Linked DNA regions of Mus musculus: region 1 is linked to region 2. A link is a contact called in public promoter capture Hi-C data. All regions are on one chromosome and are shown on one strand. Each heading gives the region's core, a stretch centred on a gene start, on an enhancer-like site or on the middle of the called end of the contact. The rest is flanking DNA. Distances are from core to core; before and after follow the strand shown.

Region 1 (5,505 bases), core at 2,116-4,615, 77 kb before region 2:
TAAGGGTTCAATAAACATCTGAAAATATTCATCGCTGACAATTGTATGTCTTGATTTGTCAAAATGAAAACAAAGGTCCTTCTACTGTTGAGCTCATCTGATTCCATTATGATAAATAATCAGCTCTTTAGAAGTGAGGTGTTTTCACTCTTCTGAGTCTCTGAGTCATTTTCTATGGAACCTAAGTTTGTTTGGGAGATGTTAAATTTGCTGATTGTTTTTAAATAAACTCTTCTACAGACGTATTTTTCCCTGTAATCTTGTGTACCTCCATCATACTGTCTTCGCAGAGCTCTTCTTGTTCTAACAACAAAAGTGCACAGTTGTTACTCATCTAACACATAAGGGTGCAGCCACACTAATTCCCAATAAAATACTAACTCCTTCTATATTCTTGGCAACTAGCCAACATCCAGTGGCCTCCAACACTATCCCACTGTTCTGGTCTCTGTGATCCTTTGCTAGGCATCTCAGGAATTTAGCAGCCTCAGAAACCAACTGAGAACCCACATCTCCATGACCCAATTCCTTTTGGCTTGACTGGCTCCCTACCACTATGTCTCTGGAAAGCCAGGCATGGTGGCACACACCTTTAATGCCAACACTGGAGAGGCAGAGATAGGTAGATGTCTTTGAGTTTTAGGCTAGTCTGGCCTACAGAACTAGTTTCAGGACAGCCAGGGCTATACAGAGAAACCTTCTCTCAAAAACCAAACCAAACCAAACCAAAAGTCTCTGATAACCAGGTTTTGTCTTGTAAAGCAACTCATAAAAATTTTATATCTAGTCAATTTCCATAGTTAATAATATCTTCAAAAACAACCTGTCAGTATAAAGATGCCAACATCACTACTACTACTACTACTACTAATAATAATAATAATAATAATAATAATTTTTTAAATGTTATTCTCTTGATAGTTTTACATCTTCACATAATTATCCGTGCACCCTATGATTCAAGGCCTGTATTTTTAATGGTGTCCAAGGTCTTCCCTACCAAATTCACATTGCGATAACACACAAACACAGATACACACACATGCATACATACATGAACACATGCACTTACTCAGACACACAAAGACACACAGATATACACATATACACAAAAACACACAGACACACACACATATACAGACATAAACACAAACATACTTATTAAGCTAACAGACCCATGCTATAGAGAAATGGATTAAATCATAATATAATTCAAACCTACTTTCTGCAGCCTAACTACTGTTCCTGTATAAGCCACACTCTTGGAAGGAAAGTAGCAGTCTGTCTCCACATGAAGTCCCACTTGTGCTTGTAATTATAGAGCAAACCCTCTTCAAGCAACCTCATTTTTTTCTTCTACTTTTGACAACTCTAATATAATTTATATGCCTTTTATGGTGAGCTACACCAATGTTACTTGAAAAACAAAAACCACATGATATAAAACATTTGCATTTTTCCAGCATGTAATCAGCAGAATAAATGTCAGCCACCATTATTAGTGTAAATGTTACTAACAGGATTGCTGTATCTCTAAAGAATAAATCATTCTTATCCTCCTGCTTGAGATCCCACAAGGCTCCTGTCTCAGGCTTTCTGTTGCTAAGAGGAAACAATTTGGGAGAAAGTGACTAAAACCAACCTGAGAGGAAGGAGTTTATTTCATTTTACAACTCTCAGGTCACTCTCCATCAATGTGGGAAGTCAGTGCAGGAATTCAGGTAGGAACCTAGATTGGAGCAGAGGAGGAATCTGCTGGCTGGCTGGCTTGTTATAGCTTCTTCATGGAAGCCATATAACTTAGGACCACATGCCCAGGTATAGTATCACCCATAGTGGGATGGGCCCTCCCACAACAGTCATTGATCAAGAAAATGTGATAGACTTATATAGCTCATCATCCAGAGAAGTCAGGACAGGAACTCAAGGCAGGAACTTAGAGGTGGGAGCTGATGCAGAGGCCATGGCGGAGTGTTTTTTACTGTCCTGCTGCTCATGGCTTGCTCAATCTGTTTTCTTATAGACCAAAGACCACCTGCCTAGGGGGTGGCAATAAGGATGGGCCTTCCCATATCAATCATTAATCAAGACAACACCCCACAGGCTTGCCTACAAGCCAAACTTTCAGAAGCATTTTCTCAGTTGTGATTCCCTCTCCTCAGATAACTCTAGCTTGAGTCAAGTTGATTCAAAACTAGCCAGCACAGCTCATATTGCATTTATTCATTCATTCATTCATTCATTTATTCCTTTATTTATTTTCTTTCTTTCTGGATGCCAAGGGTTGGACCTAAGACCTTGGACAGGATAGGCAAGGGCTGTACCACTAAGCTACTTTCTCAGCCCTTCTCAAACTATAATGGTTTATATTGATTAGGAACTTGGCAGAGTCTAGAATCACTAAGAAGACAAGCCTCCGGGCTTGATTAGATTAACTGGGGTGGGGAGACCCGTTCTAAAAGTCAGTGGTGCTACCTTATGGGGTTGGGAACTCGACAACGGAAGAAGAACATGAGCTGAGCACAGGCCTTCACCACTCTCTACTTCCTTCCTGATTGTGGATGCAATGCCAGGAGCTCCTTCAAGCTCCCCCGATTGTTCTCCCTCGGTGACTGTACCTCCAGCTATAAGCGGAGATAGCCCCTGCCTTCTTCCTTCCTTCAGTTGTCAGCCTCTTTTTTCACAGCAACAGGAAAGGAACTAAGACATGATGGTTTTTCTTCACCCAGTTTACGGTGTCCTCTGAGAATGGGATCCAGCTGATGTCCAGCCCTCTCCCCCAGGGTGCTTCTTCCATTCACATCTTGGTTAGCTGCCTCTTATGCACAGCAACTTGGGTTTGATCACATAGTTCCAATCCAACTCACCACCTACCCATTTTCTAGATAATAGCTGTGTACAGGTAGGCATTATGGTTTGTATTGGGACTATTCTGACAATGTTTGTCTTCTATCACTATCTGAAAGCTGTAGAGCTTTGGTGAGACCTGACTGGCAGAAGTAGGAGATTAAGGTAAAGCCTCTGAAAGTCATAGCTGCTTCTGGTTCACTCCTGTGGTCCTGGTGTCCTAGTTGGCACCATTGTACAGATCTTGGTCATACACTTCCTACAGAGAATCTCTGTTGTTCACCCCTTCCTCTGTTGTAATGGACTGAACTCACTCTGCACCAAAGTCAACTTTTCTCTCTGAGTTGTTTCTGCCTGAGATTTGGTCAGAATCGCTCAAAAAGAATTAGTACAAAAGGAGAGCAATCAAAATCTTTCCCTTGTGAGTTTCTTCTTAGGTTTTCTGCCAGTGATGTGTGTGTCAAGTCAGTACAGGGAGAGGAACTTCTGCTTTCTCTTGAAATCAATCAGTGCTTTCATTTTGAAGCAGTTCATGTTGTATGTAATAATACTGAAACCAAAACAGAAACATAAATTTATACCTCACCACTGTGTGTTAATAAATTAATGCCTCTTTTATCTTAAGCTAACATGCATGTCTTCACTTTGTGACCTCTAAAATGGGGGAAAGAAGGCATATTCAAAGAAATTATTATACGTATTATGTTATTATCATTCATATCTATGGCTGTCCTAGAACTCACTGTTTAGTCAGCCTGGCATTGAACTCACGGAGATCCACCTGCCTTTGTCTCTGGAATGCTGGGATTAAAGGCCTGGGCCATCACTCCTGGCTCATTCATTCTTAGTAGCAGGTTAAAGACATGTAGACATTTATAAATTTGATATCTTTCTCCACAAAGAACATCTTCAACAAATGTGCTTGAAATACAAGACTGCTAAAAGGATGGGTTACAATGTTATAAAAGGATGATCTGTGGTTAATTTAACCTTTGTTTAAACAACCACAATATAGTAACTATAATTAGCATTTGCATATTTTAGAGAGTAAATTCTTTTTGAAAAATTGTGTATTGTGCAAGTGTGTTGTGTGTGGGCGAATGAGTGTGTGTGTGTGTGTGGTGGGAATTGCATATCATGTGCATGCCTGGTGCCTGAGGAGGACCAAAGAGGTTATAGGATCTCTTAGAAGTGAAGTTACAGGCAGTTGTGAGTTGACAAATAGATGTTAGGAATGAAACCTGGGTTTTTAAAGAATAGCCTGTGCTCTTAACATCTGAGCCATCTCTCCAGCTCCCTTTTGGACTTAAAAAAATGTAGCTAACCTTCCATCCATCCTGTCTTTCAAAGGTGGACAAATACTCACACATGTACTCACAACTAAAAGGAGCAAGTCTCAGCATCTTTAAAATATAGACCTATAAGTAGCCAAGTAATTCTATCATGCTTAATTTAGAATACTCCTTGAGTGAACTTTTATACCCCAGATTTACCTCTCATACTTCTAATCTCCAGTGGTCAAAACAGAAGAAAACTATTTGGCACTTCTTTGTAATTTTTAAGGCTTATTTTTAATTATGTATATATGTGGGGGTGGCTGGTCCGTGTACTCATGAGCACAGGTGCCCACAGAGATCAGAGCTGGAGTTACAGGCAGTTGAGAGCTACCTAGTGTGAATTCTGGGACCCTAATTCAAGTCCTCTGCAAGAACAAGACACATCCCTTATCACTGAGACGTCCTCCAGCCCCTTATCAATTAGTGAGCTACCCCCACCCCTCATTAATCACTAGGCCATTCCCAGCCCCTATTTGGCAGTTTTCAAAGGGAGAAATTCAGAGTAATCAAGTGATCAAAAGAGTGAATTGACCAAGTGGGAAGAAAGCACAGAGTGGGAGACAATTTTGTCAATCCGAGCAATTGCTAAGAAACTTGTCCAGAAAGGTGTGGAGAACCCTCTCAAGCCACCAAGAAGACAACCCAGGCTTGAAAAGTGGCTAAAGAATTTGATATACTTTTCTAGAAGGGAAACATGGCCTTCGGGAGTAATCAGGGAGAAAGAGCCTTCACTTTTCTTCAGGAAAGCACAATCAAAACCACAATGACATCCAGCATTTAGCCACTGAACATCTGTCACCAAACCAAACCAAATGAAAAACAAAACAGAAACAGAAAGATAGAAGCAAGATACCTTAGTTCCTATCGTTGCTATGGGAAGGAGTAGTTGGTGGCTATCAGAGGGACAGCTAAGGAGTACGGGTTTCTTCTGTGATTATGAGGATCAGTGAACATTGTGTTGACCGCTCTTAATAAAGACCACTGTGGAAGTAAGTATACTTCCATGTATCGTGTTTAAATTATATCTCAGTAAAATTACAAAGGCAGCAACAATTGCTGATTAGCATGTAAAAATCTTAGAAACTAGACCTGTTAGGGTAATGCAGCTCCCGTAGAAGAGAACTAGGCAGCTGTTTAAAGTGACAAATGTGGAGTCACGTGACTGAGAAAAATCTCCTAGGTATAAACACAGAAGATATGAAAGAATATTTGTACACAAAAATTCAGACACCAGTGTATATGCAGGCATTGTTTGTAGCAACTCAAAATTCATCAACCACTGAACAGATATGTAGTAGAATATGAGCATGCCTCACAATGG
Region 2 (5,632 bases), core at 9-2,508:
TTCCCAGTCACCACAAGTCAGATAAGAACCATGTGAAACTCCAGCTCCATTTCCTTCTTCTCATCTCCCAGGGCACTGTATGCAGGCACATAATAGCCTTAAATGTTTAAAGACAGTGATCGCTACAGTGAATTTCTTTCCCTGTTTCCTACTCCTAATATCCAGCTAATTAGGAATATATATATATATACATATATATATATAGAGAGAGAGAGAGTCAGTATACATATACACATATATATATACACATACACTCTACACATACACATATATCATATGCATCATACACACACATTCATATATATATATATACATAAATATAAATATATCCTTACAGACAATATAGTGAAATGAAGATGAAAAATACTTAGTTCTAAAAGCGATGATACCCCAAGCTTAGGTCCCTTGTCAATAATTGGCACACAGTTAAGAATAAATGGTAGTTTTACCGCTTAAAATAGCTTCTCTTAATAATGGTAGATAGTGAATTGAATTCCACTACACGATATTGTGTAAAATGCCATGCCTTACATTCTGTCCTTTATGTTAAATAAGGATGTAGGCCTGTTTAATCTCTGCAAAGAAAATCTTCACTCAGCAACACTCCTGTGTGTGTGTGTGTGTGTGTGTGTGTGTGTGTGTGTGTGTGTGTGTATTCAAGTGACAGGTGTCAGTATTTTATCAGGCCACCTGCTCTCCTGTGGTATTGCTGACAAGCCCAGGCCTCTTTATATCGTGAGATAGCTATTGGATGGGGTCACTAGTTTCCATCTCCGCAGAGAGTGAGTGACACTTGGTAGGAGGCCAAGCAAAAGAGAGAGCCAAGCAAGCTGCAGATCTGACAGGCACGTGGGAGGAGCGTTGACGTAGGAAACTTCAGTTTCCCAAATGCAGAGTCCAACCAGAAAGGAGGCTGAGCTCAGAGCCTTGGAGGAGAAGGAAGCAGAAAGGGTCCGGAGGCGTAGTGGGCCGCAGCAGAGTTATTTACAGGGTGCAGCTTTGCCTAGAGACATTTAGGAACGGGTTGGCTTGTGGGCGTCCGAGAAGGCTCTTTGTCGCAAGGCTTATGTCTGGTGGGGCAGGTGGCCTGGCGAGACAGAGGAGCACTTCCGGAGCCCGCCCTACACCTCACCCACTCCACCCCCGCCCGCTCTCCGCCCCGCCCCTGATCCTCACCCCTCCAACCCCACCCCCACCCCGGTCTCCGGTTTCTCTGGGAGTCGCCATGGCAACGGACTCTGGCTTTGGGACTCAGATTCTCTGAACTCCAAGCGAGCAGTTGGGAGCATGGCGGAGGCTGAGACTGAGACTGAAGAATGGACGAAGACACGTGGATGCAGGAAGATTCTCCAGACCCTCGAGGGGGCTATTGAGCAATTCAAATTCCATTCCAGGTGACCTGCCCGCTACTTGCACGCGCTTCAGAGCTGGTCACCTGTTCTCCACAGCCTCGTCGCCTTTGATTTCTTAAGTAAACCACAGGCTAAAAGCTCAGACTCAGGTCTGGGTTCTAATTTCGTCTGACTTCTCACCGGGTCCTATGCCTCTTATTAGCTCATCTGGGAAACAGGACAGTAGCTAATTGTGCCTACTCCATAGACCACAGGGCCTGTTAAATATTTCACCGAGGTACAGTCTAGAAAAGAGCCATACAGAAATGGTATGAGGTTGCTTAAAGAAGATCCCATAGACTCCCGATTTAAACACAGATTTCTTTTGAGATTCTGGAGGCTTGGAGTCCAAGAACTGGGCACTGATTTGATGTCTGACGGTCCTTTCTTGTAAGCAACCCGTTCTTACTGCATCCTCCCCTAGTGGGATCAGCGGGGGAGCCATCTCCTGACTTCTCCACTCTCTATCCTCCACCTGGGCTCTTTTTAAGGGAACAGCCCCATTTATGAGGCTCCCACTTCATTACCTATTCATCTCTCTTGATCTCACCTCCGGAGGCCATCATTTTTGGAAAATAGGACGTTGACATGGATTTTCCTAGAACTGGAGCACCGCCAAATATATAAAGACAACAAGCCATATGCCTTTGCCAGGCAGTCAATGGAATCATTATTTCATGGTCCTTAGGTTCTCTCTCTCTCTCTCTCTCTCTCTCTCTCTCTCTCTCTCTCTCATTTGGCTTCAGCCCTTTTTTTATTTGGATAATGTAGAGTCAACATTTATGGGGAATTTTTTTTTCTTAAAACACTCTTTCAAAGCAGTAAGCACATAGCCTTAGATTAACTGCCACGTGATGCCATTCCTTAAGTAGAGACCTCAGGGAGCCAGGCTATTGATTCCAGGCAAACCCCACACTGGGGAAGAGAGAGAGAAGAGGGAGCAGGGACAGGACAGGGAGCAGGGGAAGGGACTGACTATAGCTAGACCAGCCCAATGGTGGGCCTGAACCAGTACCCAGTCCTGCTGAACTCCACTTCTCTACCCCAACTAGTCATTAATAGGTTTGCTGGCCAAACCAAGTCAGGGTACCCACAGACCTTTGATAAAACTGTCAAAAGCACATATCACAGGCAGCTCTTGGCAGACAACAGTGGAATGCTGTGTCTAATCTGTTCCTAAGAGCCCCTTTCTCTCCTGGATTCCTTGACATTCTGCAGTGGAATAAGTACCCAACAGAACATTCCAGCCAGACTCATGGGGCAAACTGATCTCTGCCAATTGCTACTAGCACACGTTGATTGAACTAAGGAACCACTAATGTCCATAACATTTTTTTTTCCACTCAAAGGCTTAGAGAAATAGGTTGGAGTTCTGATATGAATGGGAGAAGCTAGATACTGGCTGACACCCAGGGATCTGATCTAGCTGGGTTAGGCCAGGTAGTTCACATAAACTCAGGTCAGCCTTGGTGAAGTGATACATTCTAGTTAAGTCAGTAACCACATAATGAGTCAGACAGCATTTACAAGTGACAGAAGAAACAGAAGCAAAGGTAGCACAGAAAACTGGTGTATGTGTACACACCCCCAAGTCACCACGGCTCTCAGGAAAGGCTTCTCTGAGATGACATTAAGAGGAAACAGCAGGAACCAGGCACATGCATCTGGAGCCAAAATGTTCCCTGCTGAGAGAACAGGTAGTGAAAGTAGGGACTCTGGATTTAGGCAAAGCAAGGAGGCCAGTGTGGCTATAACAGAGCAAGCAGGGTGGGCTCCTGGATATGAGTCAGAGGAGAGACTGATGGCCACATTTCTGGGTCTTAGATCAACATAAAGGCTCAAGCTTTCATTTCAAAGGAGATGGGAAGCCAGAGGGGGATGACCCAGTGTCCTGATATTCTCTGACTTGCCTGTCTATGGATAGTTCTGCTGTTTTAATAATAGACTATAACAGGGACAAGGCATAAATTGGGAAACCGGTTAGGAGACTTTTTATAATATCTATCAAGGAGGACGGCCATAAGGACTGAGTAAAAGGCTTGCTGTGAGGGCCTGAGTTTGTATCCCTAGCCATGTACAAAGCAAGGCACGGTGAAGGGCATCTGTGACCCCAGCACAGCACAGAGGGAGGGGACAGATGCCAGGTACTTGATACCAGCCAAGGTAGCTGATACAGCTTGAAGCCTGAGCTCAGCAAGTGGTCCTATTCTAAAAATAAGGTGGCTCACAGTAGAGGAAGATGGTCATCATCAACTTCTGGCTTTCACAGCACACAGGCTTGCAGACAAGTGCACAGGCCACACACAGGCAGATAGCACTCAAAAGAAAGAGGAACAGGAGGAGGAAGGTGGTCATGGGGGAGCAGGAGGCAGCTTAGAGGTGCTGAAGATGTGGTCAGATTCTAGCCAGTCAATAGGGAAGGGAGTGATGGAGTTCACTGGTGGCCTGCAGAGCATAAAACAAGCTCAACGGTGTCTGAGCCCAGTAGCTGGAAAAATGGAGTCATTAACTTTTTTGGGAGAGGATGTGAGGAACAGGACTGAGAGTCATAAGCTCGTCTTGAGGTGCAGAATGCCAACAGTGACTGATAAACGTCTATTTAAGCAGTTTAGTCGTAGGATCTGAAGGTTGGAAGAGAGGTCCATCATGTTTTGCACGAAGGAAATATTTTGTACAAAGATGTTAAGTAAATTATGAGATTTGTTGAGATCAACCAGGAAAAAAATATAGAGAGAGATACACAATTGTATATATACAATCACTTTGAAACAGAAATAAAAGGGAATATTTTCTTTAAATAACATTGAGCCATTCACCACAGTGAAAATTTAGCACCTCTGACGTCATCTTCATTGACTAATTCATTAATGAACATTCATTAGGACAAACTATTCTAGGGCTCAGTGGGATGTGTTGCTACAGTCTATTAATAAATCTATATGGGTCTATTTTGTATAAGTTAGCATATTAATTTTGTGTCTAATTTATTAAACATAACCATTATCTCCAAAGACCATGCTTTATGCATAACAAGGAAACTATTATTTGGGAGAATCGCTTGAACTATAAATAGGGACTGTATAGGAACCACTTTGCTAAGTTCTTGTGATGTGGGCTTCTGTTCTAGGCAATGGAGTTAACATCTAAAATTAGAGCTACTTCAAATTTGAAGAGAGACTGAAGACTGAGCCTTCATGTTTTATTTAGATTCTGGGTGAGCCAGATCTTCTAAATCAATCATACAATAAGTTAAGACGGGCGACAGGGGAGCTTACAATCCCAGTTCTGTTTAAACCAAAGATTCAGAGGAAGGATCTGTCTGCAGCCCTGGCTTACGATTTTAGATGAGTTACTTACTTTTGTTGCACCTGAGTTTACACATCTTTGAGACAGGATGTTGGAGAGTTACCAGGAGAAGAAAAAGTGCAGATTCAAGCGTGCATCCTCACAAAGCCTGTGGGGTGAGTTACTCTATAAACAAACATTCCAGAGGGTTTACCTATAAAGTTAAATGTTGTGTTGTCCTATTACAGCAACAGTAGGAATAACCAAACACATTCTACTATGTTTCTAAACCATAGACTGAAAAACTGTATTGATAATAATAATAAAAAAAGCCACATTCTACAAACCTACTACTCAACCTAAGTGTTTTTGCCTAAACTAGGATGGATTAAAAGAACATAAATGTTCAAGTTTAAGGGAAAAATGAAGTTGAATAGTGAAGAGAAGCCATTGAGCACTGGGGGAGGGTACGGGATTACAGCTCTAGCCTGGAAAAATGAGCCTCCGAGGGCGGTTAAATACACAGTGAGCAGACTACAGAGAAACAGGGTACGATCAGATGGTGGGTTCTATCTGTTATATTAATGTAGCACCTATGTTTAGACAGTAGGCATGCATTTTATCATGAATTTGAAAAGCCACTATTTCCTGTCCCTTATTAAAAATTAAGGCAGATTATTAACAAGTAAAATATAGCACTTAAGAAAAAAGACCCTAATTAGGCAGTGGAACCACAATACATTCAGAAAGCAACTGTGGTCTTCAGGAATGAGGAAGAGTCAGCCAGGAGGAATCCAAGAATTCAGAATTGCCCCAAACCCTGGGGACTGAGATTAAGACCTCTTTGGAGAGGACTTGAAAGTCATTAAAACTTTCAGACAACTTAGTGCAAAGAGACTTGGCAGAGGTTGCAAGCAGCTCTGGTCTGCAGCGACAGCTTGCCCAGTGCCTAAGGA

The links. Promoter capture Hi-C pulls out the DNA fragments that hold promoters and counts their contacts.
Region 1: a contact with region 2 is called in a promoter capture Hi-C map of macrophages, with 9 read pairs. The contact joins the enhancer-like site here to the promoter of 4921504E06Rik in region 2. A contact is called at or near these places in 3 of 39 promoter capture datasets (liver and macrophages), 9 of 484 Hi-C or Micro-C datasets (LSK cells, Sertoli cells, adipose-derived mesenchymal stem cells and 5 more), 7 of 115 datasets of contacts at active chromatin or transcription factors (CD8 T cells, bone marrow-derived macrophages, embryonic fibroblasts and 3 more) and 4 of 9 other capture datasets (adipose tissue, liver, macrophages and 1 more).

What each region holds. Positions count from the first base shown.
Region 1 is chr2:19,628,566-19,634,070 of GRCm38.p6, reverse strand. It overlaps Gm13348 (predicted gene 13348), which reads left to right. Exons shown (of 4, transcript NR_166091.1): 4 at 1-38. Among named protein-coding and RNA genes, the nearest start is that of Gm13348, 5.7 kb to the left of the region's middle. Within about 2 kb of position 3,365, at least 36 of the 459 cell types and tissues checked have an H3K27ac peak or open chromatin away from gene starts, as enhancers often do. A contact at or near this core is called in CD8 T cells, bone marrow-derived macrophages, macrophages and 2 more, where this site is marked.
Region 2 is chr2:19,549,536-19,555,167 of GRCm38.p6, reverse strand. It overlaps 4921504E06Rik (RIKEN cDNA 4921504E06 gene), which reads left to right and starts at 1,258. Exons shown (of 17, transcript NM_027600.4): 1 at 1,258-1,394. The coding sequence starts at 1,288.